3 separate regions of the Mus musculus genome follow, and all the other regions are linked to region 2. A link is a contact called in public ChIA-PET and HiChIP or PLAC-seq data. All regions are on one chromosome and are shown on one strand. Each heading gives the region's core, a stretch centred on a gene start, on an enhancer-like site or on the middle of the called end of the contact. The rest is flanking DNA. Distances are from core to core; before and after follow the strand shown. Region 1 holds the start of Cyth4 (cytohesin 4). Region 2 holds the start of Mfng (MFNG O-fucosylpeptide 3-beta-N-acetylglucosaminyltransferase). Region 3 overlaps Rac2 (Rac family small GTPase 2).

Region 1 (3,367 bases), core at 642-3,141, 180 kb after region 2:
CACAGACAATGAATCTGAGGAGAGCCCCGGCCTCCATGGGCTTCTGTGGGACCTGGGTAACAGAAAGATTCCCCCTTCCCTGATGCCTCCCCCAGGAAGTCCCCAGTCCCCTTTCTCATTCTTCTCATTTGTGGGTATGGCCAGGCGGGGATCAGAGTCCTCTGTCCCTCCACTCAGCACCCTGGAATGTCAACCAGCTCCCCTTTGGCCATTTTGAAGCATGCCACGGGGCCGTTTGTAAAATGGATGAATAAATAATGAACAAACAGAATGATGGAGCAGTCCGTGGAGACCCTTTGCCTGGTCTCCCTTTGCCTTCTTGTTGGCCTTGAACCTCAGCCTAGTCCCTGTGTCTTTGTGGAACTTAACTCAACCGCCCCCCCCCCCCCCCACACACACAACACCCAAAGAGACAAGGGAGAGGTTATATTAAGGAGATCTTTGGTGGCCAGAGCCACAGCCTCTTCTTATATTATGTCCTGTCAAAGCCCCCTGTATCCCGACCATAAATAAATGGCTGTTGAAAGAGTCTGAGGGAGCCAGGTGCAGTGGTGGTGCACACCTTTAATCCCAGCACTTGGGAGGCAGAGGCAGGCAGGTCTCTGTGAGTTTGAGGCCAACCTGGTCTACAGAGCTAGTTCCAGGACAGTCAAGGCTACATGGAGAAACACTGTCTCCAAAAATCTAAAAATAAAGGGGGTGGGGATAAGAAAGAGAGAGAGAGAGAGAGAGAGAGAGAGAGAGAGAGAGAGAGAGAGAGAGAGAACAAACAAAAGAAAGGAAGGAAGGAAGAACCTGATCGGTTTCTGGAATACAGAACAAGGCATAGCATCTGGAGAATACCCAGCACCAGTGAGCAGGGCTCAGCACCAGTGGGCGGGGCTCAGCACCAGTGGGCGGGGCTCAGCACCAGTGGGCGGGGCCCAGTGCTGGTGGGTGGGGCCTGGCTGTTAAGGGTTAGGTATCATTTGGAGAATCTGTCACTCTGAACCAGTCATATAGACCTGGGGATCCAGACAGCCAGCAGCTGCAGTCCCTCAGAGCCCAGAACTCCAAGAGAACTCTCTGAGGGTACAGGGACATGGCTCCACCCACAGCCCTGCTCTCTGCTCCCTGAGAACCACACCAGCCTGTCCCTCCCATTTCCTTTTTCTCTGTCCCTCAGACCCACCGCCCTGGTTACTGAGTGAACAGGGCCTACTGTGCCAGGGCCTCATTGAATGAATGTTACTCCTTCAGGCAGTGTCCCCAGCCTCCATCAAACGTCACCAGACCCCAGGAGCTAAGAAGACTCTGTAGGGCCCTCACAGGGTCTAGGCAGGTGTCACCACCAACAATATCCACCTTCATCAGAAGTCATTCTTCCCAGGTCCCTTATGGGGGGCCTTCCCTCCTGAAAACTCTTCCTTGGAACTCCCAAGAACTCTGCTGAGCCGCGTCGGCCTGAGCACTCCCAATTCCTTCTTCCCTCGTCCTTGATCTCCTGTTTTATCTATCTTTTATCTCGTTTGTCATCATCCACCTCATAGTGCAGAGCCCAGGAGGTAAGCAACCACTCAGATGCCTGTGGGACCCCGAGGCCTGGAGTCTAGCCCGGTGCCTACCTCTGCACATGGAGTTTGAGGTTTTCTTTCCTGGCCTTCTGGGCACGGCTGCCCTTGATTCCCTGTTCTGCCGGAGGAAAGGACTGAGGCCCGTGGCTGGGACCTATCGCTTACCTGTGTGACACACATCCATTCTGAAGCCCAGGGGAAAGGTGGCCCAGCTGCTTGCCTTGCCAGCTCAGCTGCTGCTCTGGTGGGTAGCCAAGAGGACCAGTCATGGCCCCTTCCTGCCTGCCCCGCCCAGACCCTGTGGGAGGAAGTCAGCCCTGGCCACAGGGGTCTGTGCGCAGGCTCCTGACACAGAGCGCACTTCCTAAAGGCAGTTGAGTTTCACCAGTTAGCTCAGACCCTGGCATCTGAGTACTTGGAAAGTGGGGAAGCAGAAGGAAGACAGAGCTAGGGCAGGGGAGTGGGGGTGGGTGGATAAAGACAAACAGACAGACAGACAGACAGGTGGATTATGGGCCCCCACAAGCTCAGTCACAGGGGAAGAAGGTCCTAACGATGGACCTTCTCTGGGGGGCGCGGGTCTTTACCCAGCAACCTCTTTAAATATAAGCCAAAAGATTTCCCAGCTTCTAGGGTCCTCTCTGAACTCCCCTGAATCAAATCTCATTGGAGAAAAGACAAGTCATTCAGGGATGGGGGAGGGGCTTTGCTTTTTTTTTTTTTTTTAAAGAAATGCCCCCCCCCCCCCCCACGTCTCACAAAGTGTCTAATTTCCCTCTCTCCCCGGGCCGCTAGGAAACTCACCATCAAATCTGTACAATCCTTCCATGTGACTTTGTGGCCAGATCCAGTTGTTTGACCCTCAGCATCTCCACTCAGGCAGGTGTCACCACCAACAGGGTGCATGTGACTTCGGGCTAGTCAACCTATTACACCGAGTCTCATTTGGCTTGCGTCCGAAGAGAGTATGCACACTCAACCTTGGGAATGTAGAAAGAGCAGTGTAAGATTCTTGGAATGTAGTAGGTGTTCAAAAAATGATTTTCCTTTAGGCTTTAACTGCCCCCCCCCCAGCTGCCCCATTGTTGACTGCTTTGTTTCTCAGGCCTTTTCTGGTGAGTTGGTTCAGATCCTGCAGAGAAAAAGGGATGGCTGACAGAAACTTCAGTCAGAGGAGCGCTTACTCTTTGGAATTCAGGGCACATCCTGGCTCACTGATCTGTTTCCAATCTATTTAGAAGTCCAGTGAGGGCAAGGTCACATTTGTGTCCTAGTCTCTCGTAAAATGTGAGGAGAAAGGAGTGTTCAAGTGAGGATGAACTAATGAATGAGTGAATGAATGAATACACCCAGGGAAGATAGGCATGTAGTTCCTTCCTTGAGTGATGCAGACATTTCCGGCCTGGAGGTATAGGCCTGTCATCCTGGCTTCTTGGGAGACTGAGGCAGGAGGATTAAAAATTCAAGCCTGATCCAGTGAAAACCTGTCTTAAAATAAGAAACAAGAAGAGGGTTGGGGACATAGCTCATGGGTAGAGAGCTTGTCTAGCATAGCCAAGGCCCTGCACATGCACACGCACACACAGAAGTGGGGTGTGCCCCCCCCCCCACCGCCTGGAGTCTGAGCTCAACCCTGTGTCTTTGACCCAAAGTCTAGCTGAGAGAGTGGTGCAGTTTTATGTATCAACAACAGGGGGCGCCCTGGAGGCCTGGATTAATCTGGTTTACGGAATGGAGCAGGCTGGCCTCTGCAGCATTCTGGCTTTCCAGATGCCCTGTGTCTCCCACTTCTGTCCTTTCTCATCCAAGTTTGG
Region 2 (3,368 bases), core at 1-2,500:
TGTGTGTGTGTGTGTGTGTGTGTGCGCGCGCGCATGCAATAGCAAGAGTGCACTGTGTATATAAGGTTCAGGAGCCGTTCTCCCTTTTTGTCATGTGGGTCCTGGGAATCAAACTCAGGCAGTCAGCGTGTCAGCAAGCTGCCTTTTCTGCTGAGCCCTCTCACCTCTCACCTGCCCCGAGATCCCTTTAAGGAATTTGCTATGGTGATGCACACCTGTCAGATGTGCATGCACACAACTTGCTGTGGCAACACACACAAGGCCAGGGAACAACTTGCTGGAGGGGGCATGTCCCTGGGAATTGAACTCAGGTCCATCCACAGGCTTGGTGGCAAGCACCTTCACCTGCTGAGCCATCTTGGAGTCCCTCACCATCATTTCGTAAATGATAGAGGTATCTTGTCGACAGCCATACAGCCAGGTTGTGGCCCTAGCTGGGATCTGAACCCAGCCCCAAGCCTAGGCTTTTCCTTGGTGGCACTGTTCTGAGGAGGTGAGCTGTGAAGGGGACAGGCTGAGGCTGACACCTCATTGTCCTAGTGCTCCAGGAGCCTTTAGCAGGCTTAGATCCATTCACAGCCACCAAGCACTTTCCTGTGCTTAATTAACATAATTAACAAGTATTGATCAAGTGCCCAGTATGTACCAGGTACCGTACTGGGTTCTGGATAGTCAACAAAAGAGAATACCCCCTGCCTCAGTAGTATCATAAGTAAGACAATAAATATGTAAAATACACCATACAGCAAGAAGTTAGAAGGGTCTAGGCTTGGGGGCTGGGAAGGAGGGCTGTTTAAAATGGGCAGGAAAAGCCTCATGGCAGAAATAATGTCTGTGTAAAGATTCAAAGAAAGCAAGAATCTAGGCAGCATGCTATGGTGGGCATGGCCCTGTGATAGATGTAGGCCTGATGCATGGTGGATGATGGGAAGGGCCAGCAGGAGGGAGAATGAGCCAGGACCTGAGGCTGGCTGGACAGGATCCTGGCTATTCTAGGAGCCAGAGAAAGGACTGTGAGGCATAGGAAGGCTGGAGTGGCTTCTTCCCACCTCGTGGAGGGTTTGGTGTGGCTGCAGCAGCTGGCAGGGCCCTGTGCCTCTTCCAGTGGGTGGCTCCCAGCAGCTGCCTCTGGGGCTTCCCAGGCCTAGCCCCGCCCCTCGGGCTGAGGCAGGGGCGGGGCCAGGAGCTAAGTGGCCCGGAGGGAGGGCTGAGGAGCAGGTGGCGGGCTGGTGGCCTCTGCCGGCTGGCAGGACGGTGGTGGCTCAGTCTCTGGGTCCAGAGACCCAGCTTCCTCCTTTCCCGTTGGTGTGTGCCCCCGATGCCTGCCAGACTTTTGCCTGTACCAGGGCCCCCTCCTGACCAGCCTCCCACCCCAGACTGATTGGGGAGTCGGGGGCTGAACTGTCTGGGGGCCTGCTACCAATGCACTGCCGACTTTTTCGGGGCATGGCGGGAGCCCTCTTTACCCTCCTGTGCGTGGGGCTCCTGTCTCTACGATACCACTCAAGTTTGTCCCAGAGGATGATACAGGGCGCGCTCAGGCTGAACCAACGGAACCCAGGACCCCTGGAGCTGCAGCTAGGCGACATCTTCATCGCAGTCAAGACTACCTGGGCCTTCCATCGCTCCCGCCTGGACCTGCTACTAGACACGTGGGTCTCCAGGATCAGGCAACAGGTGACAGGCGGGGGCTGCCTTGAAGTCTGAGAGAGCACTCCTGGCTGGGGGGCTCCCAGGGGTCTTCCTGGTGGTCTGGGGAAAAGCTGACCACCAGGGAGTGGTTCCTTCTGGGGTCTCTCCACTTCTTCCGTGCCCACCCCCATCCCCACTGCCACACTCCAGGGCCTCCTTAGACTCACAGGTCTATCTCTGTTGGGTTCCATGTGGCACCTCTGTCCTAGGCTCCTCTTGGGTCCCCCTCATCTCCTAGATTCTTGACCCTAACTTGCCTGAAGATTCTGGTGGGTGTTAAGGTGAAAACCCACCAGGACCGAGTAGCTGCGCACCTCAGCTCTGGGCATGGATGGGGCTGTGTGAGGCAGGGGTGTGATGTGGATGCTGGAGAGACATGGAGGTGGGGCCTGCTTGAGGGAGGCTTCCTCTCAGTTCCTGCCCTGCTGTGCTGCCCAGGGTGTGAGGGCCCTGTCTAGCTTCTCCGTTTCCTGTGCTGTGGTTGGGATGGGAGGCAGTGGGTGAGGTCGTGTGGGCTGGAGGTCAAGGTGAGGGGAGATCTGCCAAGGCATATGGAATGTGTGTGTGTGTGTGTGTGTGTATACCTGTGCTCATACACAGGGCTAGGCATGCTAAATACAGTAATAAGAAGGCATGAGAGTAATGAGTGTGTTTCCTGAAAGCAGAGTCTCTCTCCCCATACTCAAGACCCCATCAAGCAAAGCCAGGGATGGGTGTGGGTATGGGGGGCATTGGGGACCACGTCAGGGGAGGTAGCAGAACTCATGCACTTGTGCACACACACACTATGTCCCCATGGTGGCTGCTGGCTCTGTGAGCGGAAGTGACTGAGCCTTTGGTGGGGAGGCCAAGGAGAGGAGGTAGTTTAGTGAGGGAGAGGTGGGGGTACCTGAAAAGGATGCCCTCCCCCTCCCCGTTTCCTGGCATAATGTCCGGTACAGGCATGAGTTCTTCCCTGGTAGAGCTCCCTGTAGCCCCCAACCCCTCCCCCCCAGCCTCCCCCCTTCTTGTCTGGAGGAGACCGTGGTTCCTCCACGGAAGCCAGCAGGGCTGGCCCTCCGCACAGACCTTCCTGTTTATGAAGCTGCGTCTGTGTGTACCAGGGAGTAAAGCCTCACATGGTCCCTGGCGCTTTCCTGTCGTCTTGCTCACGGCGATGGTGCCCTTGCCCTGAAAGGAAGGGCTGGCCAGAGTCACCCAGGAGGCCTATGGGGCATAGCACAGAGGTACACCCTCTCCGCTTCTCAGCTGGGCCCCTTCTCTACCAGGTCTCAAGATCAGAGCTGCCAGGGTTACTGGGGTACGGCCGGTCCAGGGCCACCGGCTGCGAGGCTGGTGCCTAAATGTGTGTCCTAGGTTCTCCCAGCGGCCAATCAGGCACCCAGGTCCAAGGTGCCAGCTTCTCTAAGAGGCTACACCAGGAGGCTTAAGCTTGCTGACCACCTGCGTGGAAGGTTCTGCCTCCCCATCCTCAGTGAGGCAGGAGAGGTGTTGGATTCCCCAGCCAGAGCCAGGGAGAAGGTTCTGGAAGGATGGTCAGGTGCGGAATGGAGGTGGGAGACAGGGACGTCCATTCCTTATTCCTAGGCTCCTTTCTTCTCGTGACCTTGGCTACAGGCCCTCAGTTCCCACATTTGTACAGCACAAGTGTGTCTGGAAACAGCCCTAGCTGGTTA
Region 3 (3,518 bases), core at 810-3,309, 220 kb after region 2:
GCACCCAGGGCCTGGGCCTGAGACAGTCCTACCTACATCTTCCCTGAATTATCAATCTATGGTCAAGACCGTGGCACTGTCTGAGCTTCCACGTCCTTCTCCCAACACACTTTTGATGGCCTGTCTGTGTCAGGTGCTACCATAGTCTCAGAGATTCAGTGACATATGTGTTGTTCTCCACCCCTCCCCCACCCCCCAGCCCTGAGTCTCCGAGGCTGAGAGAAAATGGCTCCCCCGACATTGGAAAGCTAGCCCTAAGGAGCTCAGCATTTTCTGTCTCCAAGAGTTCCAGAGCTGCCCCCCAACTCCTCCCCCCCAAACTTAAGGGACTCCACCTCTGGAGGGGCTTGGCCCAGTGAGGGAAGCTTCTGTTCTTAGCTTGGCTCACAGGAGGGCAAGATTTCTCTGACACAGAAAGAAAGGTTTTAAGCCCACAGGTGCTGTGTTCTCCAACACGGTTGAGAGGACCTGCACCCCCATCGCTTTGGGGAGTTAAAGACCTGGGGTGCACCCAGAGTCCCTCTTTTAGCTCTCTGCTCCTTTTCTAGTGCATGATACTAAGCAAAACCTTACATGATTCAAAACCGTAGATCTAAGCCCAGAACCTCTCAAACTAAGCCTCTAAGTAGCTAAACCTCCCCCTCCTCCTCCCCCGCCCCCTTCTGTAGGAGGCAAACCCCGGCCTGTTACCTTGAGCCTCTGTGTGAGTTGTGGAGCACACAGCCAGCCCACTGTCACCCTGACAGCTTATTTCACCCAGATCTCAGCTTTCACTTTAATCTGAATAAAGTCCCCGATACTTTTGCAATTTGTGTGGAATTTTATTTCGGTTCCTTGACTAAGAGGCCAAGAACCGAGAAAACCCTGACCGGACTCCCCACCACCACTAGTGACCTTTCTTCTCCTTCTGTTGCCCACCCACCCAGGCCCTGTCCCTGTGTGCCTTAAACTCCCCTGTGTGCTGGGTGGGCTCCTGCTGTGGGTGTTCAGCTCCCCGCCCCAGCTGCCCTGGGGTCTTTGCCTTACCCCAAGAGTAATGACATGAAATACCTGTTCCACCCCCTCACCGCACATGTAACCTCAGTCCTGCATTTGGTCACTTGGGGTGCTGCTAGCCATTGCAGAGGAGGAAACAGGGCCTGGAAAGCCTAGGGGTCAGTGCTCTGATGGACAAAGCAGCCTGACCCCTCCTGCCCCTCCCCGCCCTGCCCCTTCTGCTTGTCTCACCCCTCCTTCTCTCTTCCAACCTCCCTACCTTCTCTTACGGTTGCTACCCCTCCCACTCCTCTCTCCCTCTCCCACCCCTTCCATCCCTCCCACTCCCTCCTATCCTCTCCCATCCCTCCCACCCATCCCTATCCTCTCCCACCCCTCCTGCCCCTCCCCCATTCCTCTCTCCTTGCCTACAGAATCCCAGTTTAGGGCAGGACAGCAGTGTGCTCAGCATTGATGAAATACTTGTTTTCAGTGAGAGGAAAGGCTGTTTAAGTGTGTGTGCTTGTTGCTGTTAGAGCAACCAAGTTTTGTTCCTAATTCCACCTCCCTGGAGGAGGATCTGACACCCTCTTTTGGCTTCTGTGGGCACACACACACACCCCATTAAAAACAAAACTAAACCTTTAAAGTAAATATACGTGTTTTCTCAGCCTTTGGGGCTCCGAGGTCACACTGTTTTCACCAACCACATCCACACAAGGAAAGTCAGTCAGAGATGCTGTTTCTTGGAAGAAAGATAACAAAAGTGGTCTCTTGCTCTGAAAACTGATGGGATGTCCAGAGCAGCCACTGTCACCTGGTGAGCTTGCAGCCTACAGCATCAACAGCAGAAGCCAACGGCTTCAGACAGAGACAGAAAGATAAACCGGGCCGGTGCTGTTAGCCTGCATCAGCCTTGCTTCCAGAATGAATGCTGGAGGACCCAGTTACTCGTTTTTAGCACACTTGGCCAGACTTCCCACCGATGTTCCCTGTTAGTACCTGAGGCCCTAGACCCTGAGCGGCTGAGGATCAGAGGCCTCCTGAGCAGCGAATGACAAGCTGTGAGATGGTTTTGAAACAGGAGGAAGTGCTTGCTGGGTAGGCTCAGAAGTGAGGCTTGCTCCACAGCATTCACCTGGTACCAGAGCACACAGTGTGTGGCCTGGGAGGGGCCGGGGCTCTCTACTCTATGCTCAGCCCTCTTGTCCATGGCATCATGGCCCAGGAGTGAGGTAAGCACCTGCTGGACCAGACCTCCATCTCTTCCAAAGCTCTCAGCCTCCAGCTAGCTGCTTCCTGCTCCTTCTTCCGAAGCAGGGACCTCTTAGCCCCACCATCTCACGTCCACACTCACAAGTCAAGCCTGGATGACTGTCATCCTAGGGTCCCCTAATTCAAGCCCCCAACTGCACTGCCCCTCCTGAGCTGAGCCTTGGCCCTTTCCTCTGGTCAGCAGTGACGTCTTTCCCAGGATGCCTCCTGCTTTCCCTCTCTCAGTCCCCGCTCCAAATGCACCGGGAAGTCTCAGTAGGATCGTGTGTCACAGACTGTGCCACCCCAAGTGTCATCCTAAGATCTGCTGTTCGCTGGAGCCGGGACTCATCTGACAGACTGTCATGGAGTCTGGGGGCTGCACCGTGCCCTCAGGAGCTCACAGGCTATATAGGAGGTCCCCATGTCAGCAGAGAACAGGGAAGTGGTCCCTCTGTGTAGCTGTCCCCTGTGCTTTCAGTCCCATGTGCTCTGTCAACATAGCCACTCAGTCCCTGATTCAGGTTCTCATCCAGAGCTATAATGTCATTTGTTTTGTTTTGTTTTGCTTTCAAGATCAAGGTTTCTTTTTTATAGGCCTGGCTCTTCTGGAACTTGCTCTGTAGATCAGGGTGGCCTTGAACTTGCAGAGATCTGCTTACCTCTGCCTCCTGAGTGATTGACACAAATGAGGGAATGGATAAAAGAATATATAAGAGAGAGAGAGAGAGAGAGAGAGAGAGAGAGAGAGAGAGAGAGAGAGAGAACCAGCCATGCCCATAATCTGCCATCCTGCTGAAGCAGGTTTCTACTGCCCACCAAGGTGTAGCCATGCCCGTGATCCATCTTGTGTGTGCCACATCAGCTGAGTCCCCTCTGACTGCCCCATCTACTACTAATGTGAGTGAGGAGAGCGGCCTGGATGAGCCCAGCCATCCCGGATCATGAGGGGGAGCAGCACAGCTCCTCTGCAGGCTCTGAGTCTGGAGAACCTTGATGTCTGCGGCTTTGCTCTGTCTCCCCACCCCCACCTGCCTCTACACAGGCTTCATGGGATGTCAGTAAAGGACACAATAAAGGGTCCTGCAGATGGCGAGGCAGAGCTAGATGCCATGAGAGGACCCCCAGGAAGGCAAAAGGCCACAAGGCATAGAAGAACACTGGCTTCTATTCACTTCCTGTGTCCCCACTCCTCTGTGCTAAGACTGCACACACAGAGAAGGATGAGGCCCAGTCTTTTCTCACCAGGGGCTCGGAGGTCAGGAGAGACAGACACGTGGATACCTTTG

Evidence for each region. ChIA-PET counts read pairs in DNA pulled down with a chosen protein or histone mark. HiChIP or PLAC-seq counts read pairs in DNA pulled down with a chosen protein or histone mark.
Region 1: an H3K4me3 HiChIP or PLAC-seq map of the SCID.adh cell line shows a contact between it and region 2, with 20 read pairs. The contact joins the promoter of Cyth4 here to the promoter of Mfng in region 2. A contact is called at or near these places in 19 of 39 promoter capture datasets (the 3T3-L1 cell line, 3T3-L1-derived adipocytes, the C10 cell line and 12 more), 3 of 15 datasets of contacts at CTCF or cohesin (the NIH/3T3 cell line, embryonic stem cells and large pre-B cells), 6 of 484 Hi-C or Micro-C datasets (B cells, the N1E-115 cell line, bone marrow-derived macrophages and 2 more), 22 of 115 datasets of contacts at active chromatin or transcription factors (the 230-238 cell line, the HPC-7 cell line, the SCID.adh cell line and 13 more) and 3 of 9 other capture datasets (adipose tissue, liver and pancreatic islet).
Region 3: an RNA polymerase II ChIA-PET map of memory CD8 T cells shows a contact between it and region 2, with 3,217 read pairs. The contact joins the enhancer-like site here to the promoter of Mfng in region 2. A contact is called at or near these places in 9 of 39 promoter capture datasets (the 3T3-L1 cell line, the C10 cell line, the HPC-7 cell line and 5 more), 1 of 15 datasets of contacts at CTCF or cohesin (large pre-B cells), 1 of 484 Hi-C or Micro-C datasets (bone marrow-derived macrophages), 4 of 115 datasets of contacts at active chromatin or transcription factors (the 230-238 cell line, the SCID.adh cell line, effector CD8 T cells and 1 more) and 4 of 9 other capture datasets (adipose tissue, embryonic stem cells, liver and 1 more).

The regions. Positions count from the first base shown.
Region 1 is chr15:78,595,571-78,598,937 of GRCm38.p6, reverse strand. Cyth4 (cytohesin 4) reads right to left here and starts at 1,891. Exons shown (of 13, transcript NM_028195.3): 1 at 1,719-1,891. The coding sequence starts at 1,737. Gm52186 (a long non-coding RNA gene) reads left to right here. Exons shown (of 4, transcript XR_003951538.1): 4 at 1-372.
Region 2 is chr15:78,771,327-78,774,694 of GRCm38.p6, reverse strand. It overlaps Mfng (MFNG O-fucosylpeptide 3-beta-N-acetylglucosaminyltransferase), which reads left to right and starts at 1,250. Exons shown (of 8, transcript NM_008595.2): 1 at 1,250-1,677. The coding sequence starts at 1,423.
Region 3 is chr15:78,556,457-78,559,974 of GRCm38.p6, reverse strand. Rac2 (Rac family small GTPase 2) reads left to right here. Exons shown (of 7, transcript NM_009008.3): 7 at 1-806. Among named protein-coding and RNA genes, the nearest start is that of Sstr3, 14 kb to the right of the region's middle. Within about 2 kb of position 2,059, at least 21 of the 459 cell types and tissues checked have an H3K27ac peak or open chromatin away from gene starts, as enhancers often do. A contact at or near this core is called in memory CD8 T cells, where this site is marked.